Regions from separate parts of the Canis lupus genome. Here region 2 is linked to region 1. A link is a contact called in public Hi-C data. All regions are on one chromosome and are shown on one strand. The core of a region is the stretch at or near the end of the contact, and the rest is flanking DNA. Distances in the headings are between cores, read along the strand shown.

Region 1 (4,135 bases), core at 1,342-3,841:
CCCAGTTTTTTAGTAAACACTTTGAAAGAGCTTCTTAACAAGAATCAGGAAGAAGGTGATTTCAACTGGATGGGAAAAACAAAGAGGTTATTATAGTACATTTTAGTAGTCAGGCCCCTGAGCAAATTCTGGCAAATCTGGCCTTACAAATGTGGCAGTATAAAAGGAAAGCTCAATTCCATTTTTTAAAAATAGTTTCATCAAGTGAGAGAAAGGAAAGAATTTAAGTACTATGTTAAAAAACAAAATACTTGGGGATCCCTGGGTGGCGCAGCGGTTTGGCGCCTGCCTTTGGCCCAGAGCACGATCCTGGAGACCCGGGATCGAATCCCACGTCGGGCTCCCTGTGCATGGAGCCTGCTTCTCCCTCTGCCTCTGTCTCTGCCTCTCTCTCTCTTTCTCTCTCTCTGTATGACTATCATAAATAAATAAAAAAATTAAAAAAAATAAAAAAAATAACAAAATACTTAAATATACTTAAATAAGCTCTACTACCTTCTTTTATAATAGTTTCAGATAAAGTTAAGGTTAAAAAAGAAAGGAAATGATTACTGCATCGAACATTGGTATTATTATAAGCGAGAAGAATCTTAGCCACAAAGATAAGTAGCAAACCAAATCAAAACAACTGTAATGCTGGTAGACATTTGTATTTCAAAGAATCATAATTTATATGATTATATTTATCAGTGTACTGATAGTTCAGTTCTTAAAAAGTGATAGATAATTAAATAAAACTAAACATACAAATAAAGCTGGAGCTATATTCTAAGAACCTCCTGAAAAAATATTGCGTAAGAAAATAAATGTGTGATGGGAAAGCAAAAATAACTCCAACTAATAATATCAATTACGACTGCAAAATATACATGTTTTCAACCAATTGCATTTTTCTCCACCTTCAATTATAGCTGTTCTTACATTCTAAGTTTATGCTATATCCAGTGATAATTCAAACTTAGCTCCTTCTTTATTTTTAGATGCGTTTAGTGTTTACCTTTCTGAGGTGTTTTACTATTTCTAATGAGACATGTGGATGAGATCTACCTGTTTTATTTGATGTCAGTGAGATGCTCAGTGAGATTTTGGTTTATGGCTTGTCTTTTTATTATCTTTATGATTATTTTGATGAAAGAAGTTCTTAAATTTTGTCAACATGTCCTAACAATTACAAGGATTGTGTTGACATCTTCAACACTTTGTCAGTTTTGCTTTATGTATTTTGAAGCTGTTATTAAATGCATGCACATTTAGGATTATTATGTCTTCTTGATGAATTGCTCCCAATGTGATTATGTTTCTCATTATTTCTGGTAGTAGTCTTTATTTTAAAGTTTAGTGAGCCTGGTATTAGTATAGTCACTTGAGCTTTCTTTTGATTAGTGTTTACAAGGTATATCTTTCTCCATGCCTTTATCTATTACTGAATATCCAAAGTGGGTTTCTTGTAGACAGCATATATTTAGGTCTTACTTTTTAGCCGTTTGACAATCTGTGCCTTTTACTAGGAGTATTTAGACCATTTACATTCGATGTAATTATTGATGTGGTTGGTTTTAAATCTACCACCTTGCTATTTGTTTTTTTTGTCTCTTCTGTCTTCTTAGTTTCTCCATTTTCTTGCCTTTTCCTGGATTGAAAAGTTTTTTATGATCCACTTTTATCTCTACTATTAGCTCACTATTTCTTATTTTAGAAAACCTTCAGTGGTTGCTATAGGGTAGAGGTCATCAAATACCTATATTTATACTTTTTAAAAATCTTTTTTTAAGTAATTTCTACACCCAATATGGAGCTCGAACTCACACCCCAAGATCAAGAGTTGCTTGCCCCACTGACTGAGGTATCCAGGCACCCCTATTGTATTTTATTTTAATCCATGCCCTCTATGGCTTTTTAAAATAAATAACTTTTATTGGAAGACAGCCATACCATTAATTTACATATTTTCAATGACTATCTTTATACTATAATGATAGACTTGAGTAGTTGTGACAAAGACCAAATGGTCCATGAGCCTGAGATATTTAGTATCTAGCCCTTTAAGAAAAAGCTTACTGAGTCTTGCTCTAAGCTACACATTATACACCTTTAAATTTGAAGTCTACTTTCAAATAGTATACAACTCCATATATAAGATAAGAACCATATAGCAGTGGTGCTGTTGTCATACATTTTCCTTCTGAGTATAACTCCACAGTACATATTTACTTTATAATGTCAGTTATCTTTTAAAGAAATTAAAAGTAGGGGGAAAGTGACTTTTTATATTTAGGAGAGCTTCCCCCCTCCCTCCCCAGTGGTAGTAAAACAATGCTTTGTATCAGTGCATGATCCTGGGCCCAAGATGATCCTTACAGCTTTCACTTCTACCCTTTCTTTAGGCTTTACCTATGCCTGATGATGAGAGGGTTTCCTACCGCTTCTCTAGTGATAAACTTTTCAAAGGTAATATTGTTGGGAGGAGAGTCACCTGCTCTTCCTTTTAGAGCAGTTTTTTGTTTTGTTTTGTTTTGCCTCTATGCCTTTTCAAGGGCCAGTAGGTTTTTGCATGGGTTCTAAGATAGGGGAGTTTCCTGTTTCTTCCCCCAGGGGCTTAAGACTTTCGCTTTGTGTGAAAGAATAGTGTTGAGAAGGATGGGGTTTCATACCTCTGTGCCAATCACTGATGGCTCTTTCAGGTCTCCTCTACCTCCAGTCTTTCCTATAAGTATGATATAGGCACATAGAAAGGAGCTTGCTATTAAGTATTGACTTCTGTTTGTGTCTGAGGATCCCAGAGATTCCAAACTATACTGATAGCCTACATTGCCCTTTAGAATTCCTTAAGATATTAGCTGTCTTCTTATTGTAATAGTAGTACCCCTTCCTCCTGTGCTCAGCCAAGGATGAAACAATTAGTTTTCACCTAGGAGGGAACTGGAAATCAGTACCTTGCAACTATAATTCTCTGATGAGTTCAAGAAAAGTTATTATTTTATAGTTTATTTACCTTTTTCTCTTTATTCAAGTGGGAGCACTAGTTTCATCTTTTTATAATCCTATGCAGAAATGGAACTGCAGTTCTTAAATTTTAATATAATCAAATTTATTTGGCATTTTCATTTATGGGTAGTGTTATTTGTCTTTTTAAAAAATTCCTTTTCTACCCTGAGATCATGTATTATCTTTCAAACATTTTATGGTTTGCTTTTCCAACATAGTTTATCAACGTATCCAGGAACTAATTTTTATATGTTATATGAGATAAAGTTCCTTAATTTCTTTTCCATATGTACTCTTCCCATTTGTCGATTATTGTGCAATTTCTTAAAAATGCCAAATTACTCTTTTGTGGTACATGAGAATGCAAGATATCTGAGGTCTAACATTATATTATCAAATATAGCTGGTAATTGCATAGTATGTTTTACAAATCCTTTAATGAAGGAGAAAAAGAATAATGCTTTACCCATTTCCATATCAAAATGGGTATTCCCTCTTATTAGTTATCATCTGTTCCTTACCATGGGTCCATGCAACACATCCATACATTTTTATGCCTCAACTTTAACGTGTTTAATACTTGACTCCATTGTTGCCCCAAACTAGTATACTTTCTTGACTTCTATGGTTTCATCATTCCTCCAATTGTTCAGACGTTGAGTTTTGAAATATTCCTCACTGTAAAATAATAGATTCTTAGAGTAAAGGAACCTTGAAAAACATCTTGTAGCCTCCTTGCTTATAATCTGCTTTCCAGTATATTCTCCAGAGTGTAGTCAGCATTATTCTTCTTGTTACAGGCTGGATTATTTATCTCCCTGCTTGAAAATCTTTGAAAACTCACTGATTACTAGTTAAAGCCTAGTTCTTTAAGATGGCATAGACAACCCTTTGTACTCTGACTTTAAACCCAGGGTTGCAAATATTTGGCCATGCAGATTGTTCACTGCCAAATTCCAGAAGGCTTCCTTTACTTAGATCATGATATGAATGGAGCTTTCAGGATTTGCTTAATGTGGTAGTTGATTCAGTAACTTTTAGTTATTATTAGTTACTACTACTACTACTACTACTACTACTACTACTACTACTACTATAGTTTGGGGGTAGAAAGGGAGGATGAAATACCATAAAGTACAACTGGAGAGAT
Region 2 (3,991 bases), core at 25-2,524, 86 kb before region 1:
CCCTCTACATTACTAACAAATTCTTGGGTTCTGAGGGTGTGCATATTCCAGAGAAGATGGAATGATTATAAAACCAAAATCTAGCCTTCTAGCCATCCACTCTATTCTTACCCCAATCTGCTTTCATTCAATCCTATTAAAAAAGAAGTTAAAATATCTCACCCCTCTGCTCAAAACCTTCTGGCAGCCTAAACCCCAAATCTTTACATAGTCTGTAAGATCCTGGCTGGCCTCATCTTCTATGACCTTGCATCTTGATCACTCTGCTCCAGCCATGCTAGCCTTAAATAAGCCAGGCACAGAAAAACTCTGCTCAGGACCTTTGCACTTGCTGTTACCTGTGCATGGAACATTCTTCTCCCAAATATCCTTGTGATTTGCTTTGCTTTTCCACAACTTCACTCAAATGTCACCTCTTTAGTGTCTAACATCTTCCCTATTTAACACTGTATTATTAGTCTCACTCTGGACATTCCCGACCCCTTTCTGGTTTTACTTTTTCTCCTTAGCACTAATCACCACCTAAAAAAATATATTTTTTACCTTAGTATTTTTCTTATTTGTCCCCTCACTAGAAGATGAGCTCTATGAGAGTAAGAATAGTCCTTCGTTTTGTTCCCTGCAGTATCCCTAGCATCTGAAAGAGTGCCCAGTATCTAACAAATACGTATAGATATTTGTTGAATGAATTGCATGAAGTCAAATAGCACCAATCTCCCCAACCAAGAATGAATAGAAAATAGGTGAGAAAATATGTTACTTAAATCCATTGGGCTTTACTACTTTGGATCAATGGCTTTTGATGTGGTTAGAATACCTGTATAATTTGAAGCTTCTGAGTAGCAAATATTTTTCATTTATTCAAAGGTTTCCATCTTCCCACAAAAACTTCCAAAGATGATGTAATGAAAAAATATTGCTTTGTATTTCATCCACTTTCTCTAATCTTTCTTTCACTTTGAAGGCGTAATGAGAGGATTTAGAGGTAAAAGCAAAAAATACAGATAATGTCAAATTGGGCAAACAGTCCCTGAAAAAGAAAGGCAATTGGTCTTATCAATGGAAATTATCAAACACGGGTGCAAGAAGGTTTTCTTCAATGAGGCACCCTACCTGGTTTGGGTTTTCTAAGCCACTTGATGCAAAAGAAAATATTTTCCCAAAAAATTATATCCACTAATGGACTGGAAAGTGATTCTCTTACACAAGGAGGCAGTGTTGCTCAGAAAAACTAAAGATTCTACTTCCTTAGCTAAGTCATGGGTATGAATCATCATCATACACTCAAAACCACTACAGAAAAAAAAAAAAAAAAAACCCAGCATAATTCTTCATATGACTACTGTTCAACTTCTCCAAAACTCGCTACCTTCTGAACGAAAGTTGTTGCAAGAAACCCAACACAAATGTATTTATAAAACCCCACTGGCAGGTGCTCCGTTTGAATGTTCACTCAGTACAACCTTGTTCCAGGTCAGGATTTTGCCTTCCACAGGATCTCCTATAAGATTTTCTCTCAAGACTGCTTTTAAAAGATAACTTTAAATGAAAAAAGGCAGACATGTATAGTCTACATATTTTCAAGTGCTAAACTTGTTTCAGCAGGAAGTAGAGTCTGACTTCATTTAAATTAAGTGTGCAGTTATCCAGAGCTTTGTTGGCAATGCTAGTGTGAACATTGAGGATTTCCCTTCTCATGCTCTAGCAGTATTTTATTAATTCACTCTTAGAGATAAAGATATTGACAAGGTATGCCGTGGAGATTAGAGCCACTGCTGAACAAAATCACAAATCAACCAGCGTAATGGGTTTTGCTTTCGAAATCAACTCTCAATTATTCCCTCCGTGGATTACTATTTGGCGTATTTTCTACATGGAATGTTAATACTAGTCTAGCTTTCTGCTGCTATGGGCATTCTCCCAAATCCACTCAGCCTACTCCCAGCTGATGGGTGCTTCTCAAATTAAAGTCATTATAAATACCATCCGCCTAAAGTCAATCATAATTAGAAAGGAAAATCCACTACAGGATAATAATGCGACACATCCCAAGACCAAACAAGCTACTCAAATTTTTAAATAATTAACACCACAATCAATCCCGCTTCCTGTACTGGTTGCTAATAGAATTTTACCTCTTTTTTGAAGGCATGATATTTTTTTAGGTGTACTCTTTTTTTTTTTTTTTGTAGTTTCATGTTTTTATTTAAATTCCAGTTAGTTAACATAGTGTGTAACATTAGTTTCAGGAGTGGAATTTAGTGATTCATCACTTATGTATAATACCCCATGCTCATCACAACAATTGTCCTTAAAGTCCATCACCCATTTGGCCTATCCACCCCCTCCACGGCCCTTCTAGCAACCCTCAGTTTGTTCTCTAAAGCTAAGAGTCTATTTTATGGTTTGCCTCTCTCTTTTTTTCCTCTATGTTCATCTGTTTTGTTTCCTAAATTCCATATATGAGTAAAATCATATGATGTTTCCCTTTCTCTGACTGACTTATTTCCCCTAGCATAATACATTCTAGTTCCAACCATCCAACCATGTCACTGCAAATGGCAAGATTTCATTTATACCACGAATTCTATATCCATTCATCACTCAATGGACATTTGGGCTCTTTCCATAATTTGGCTAATGTTAATAAATGCTGCCATAGATATTGGGTGCATGTATCCCTTTCAACTAGTATTTTTGTATCCTTTGGGGAAATTCCTAGTTGTATGATTGCTGGATCATAGAGTAGTTCTATTTTTAACTTTTCGAGGAATCTCCATATTGGTTTCCAGAGTGGCTACACCAGTTTGCATTCCCACCAACAGTGTAAGAGGGTTTCCTTTCTCTGCATCCTGGCCAACATCTGTTGTTTCTTGTGTTGTTAATTTTAGCTATTCTGACAGGTGTGAGATGACATCTCCTTATACTTTTGATTTGTATTTCCCCAATGATCAGTGATATTGAGTATATTTTCATGTGTCCGTCAGCCATCTGTATGTCTTCTTTGGAAAAAGTATCTATTCATGTTTTCTGCCCATTTTTAAACTGGATTATTTGGGGGTTTTTGTGTGTTGAGTTTGATAAGTTCTCTAAAGATTGTGGATACTAACCATTTATCAGACACGACATTCGTAAATATCTTCTCCCATTTTAAATGTTGCCTTTTAGTTTTGTTGATTATTTCCTTCACCATGCAGAAGTTTGTTATCTTGATGAAGTCCTAATAGTTCATTTTTGCTTTTGTTTCCCTTGTTAGGCATACACCTAAAGGCTTAATTCAGGACCCTGGGTGACCCAATGACTTGCATTTTGACAAGTTGGTTTGGAGAAACGGTGTGTTTAGAGCTCTCCTTGTATTCTTAGGAATAAATCTAAAGAGCACGCTTCCAATCATTGCTTATCTCCTCTTCAGTTCACTCTTCTATTCCAAATCAAGGTTGACACATGTTTTAATTTGATTTAAAAAAAACAAACAGATTACAGGAAACTTTTCCAATCTCAAGATAACCTAGGCATGCCTTAGTATTAAAAAGCAAGATTTTTCAAGAATTGAACAGTCAAAATAGTACAAAATCCATTGGGGCCAGATATAATGTTTTTTCTATTACATATGAATAAGATAGCTTAAATATGTGCTCTGGAGTAAGAGTAAAGACAAGGAACCTAGGTGTTTACAAGGAGACCCAATATTTATTTATTCATGAGACACACACACACACACACACACAGGCAGAGACACAGGCAGAGGGAGAAGCAGGCTCCATGCAGGGAGCCCGACACAGGACTCGATTCTGGGTCTCCAGGATCCCACCCTAGGCTGAAGGCGGTGCTAAACCGCTGAGCCACCAGGGCTGCCCAGGAGATCCAATATTTAGCTTCAACATGTAAATAACTATAAGGGCACCTGGTTGGCTCAGTCAGTTGGGGGTCTGCCTTTGGCTCAGGTTGTGATCCCAAGGCCCTGGGACAGAGCCCCACATCTGGCTCCTTG

Evidence for each region. A called contact is a pair of places that touch in the nucleus more often than the background predicts.
Region 2: a Hi-C map of blood shows a contact between it and region 1, with 4 times the contacts expected there. The contact joins two enhancer-like sites. A contact is called at or near these places in 5 of 9 Hi-C or Micro-C datasets (amygdala and blood).

What each region holds. Positions count from the first base shown.
Region 1 is chr6:63,900,072-63,904,206 of UU_Cfam_GSD_1.0, reverse strand. It overlaps SPATA1 (spermatogenesis-associated protein 1), which reads left to right. Exons shown (of 14, transcript XM_038541546.1): 5 at 1-55. Among named protein-coding and RNA genes, the nearest start is that of GNG5, 29 kb to the left of the region's middle. Within about 2 kb of position 2,591, at least 2 of the 20 cell types and tissues checked have an H3K27ac peak or open chromatin away from gene starts, as enhancers often do. A contact at or near this core is called in blood, where this site is marked.
Region 2 is chr6:63,984,489-63,988,479 of UU_Cfam_GSD_1.0, reverse strand. All of the region lies in intron 1 of LOC119872366 (a long non-coding RNA gene), which reads left to right. Among named protein-coding and RNA genes, the nearest start is that of RPF1, 25 kb to the right of the region's middle. Within about 2 kb of position 1,274, at least 1 of the 20 cell types and tissues checked has an H3K27ac peak or open chromatin away from gene starts, as enhancers often do. A contact at or near this core is called in blood, where this site is marked.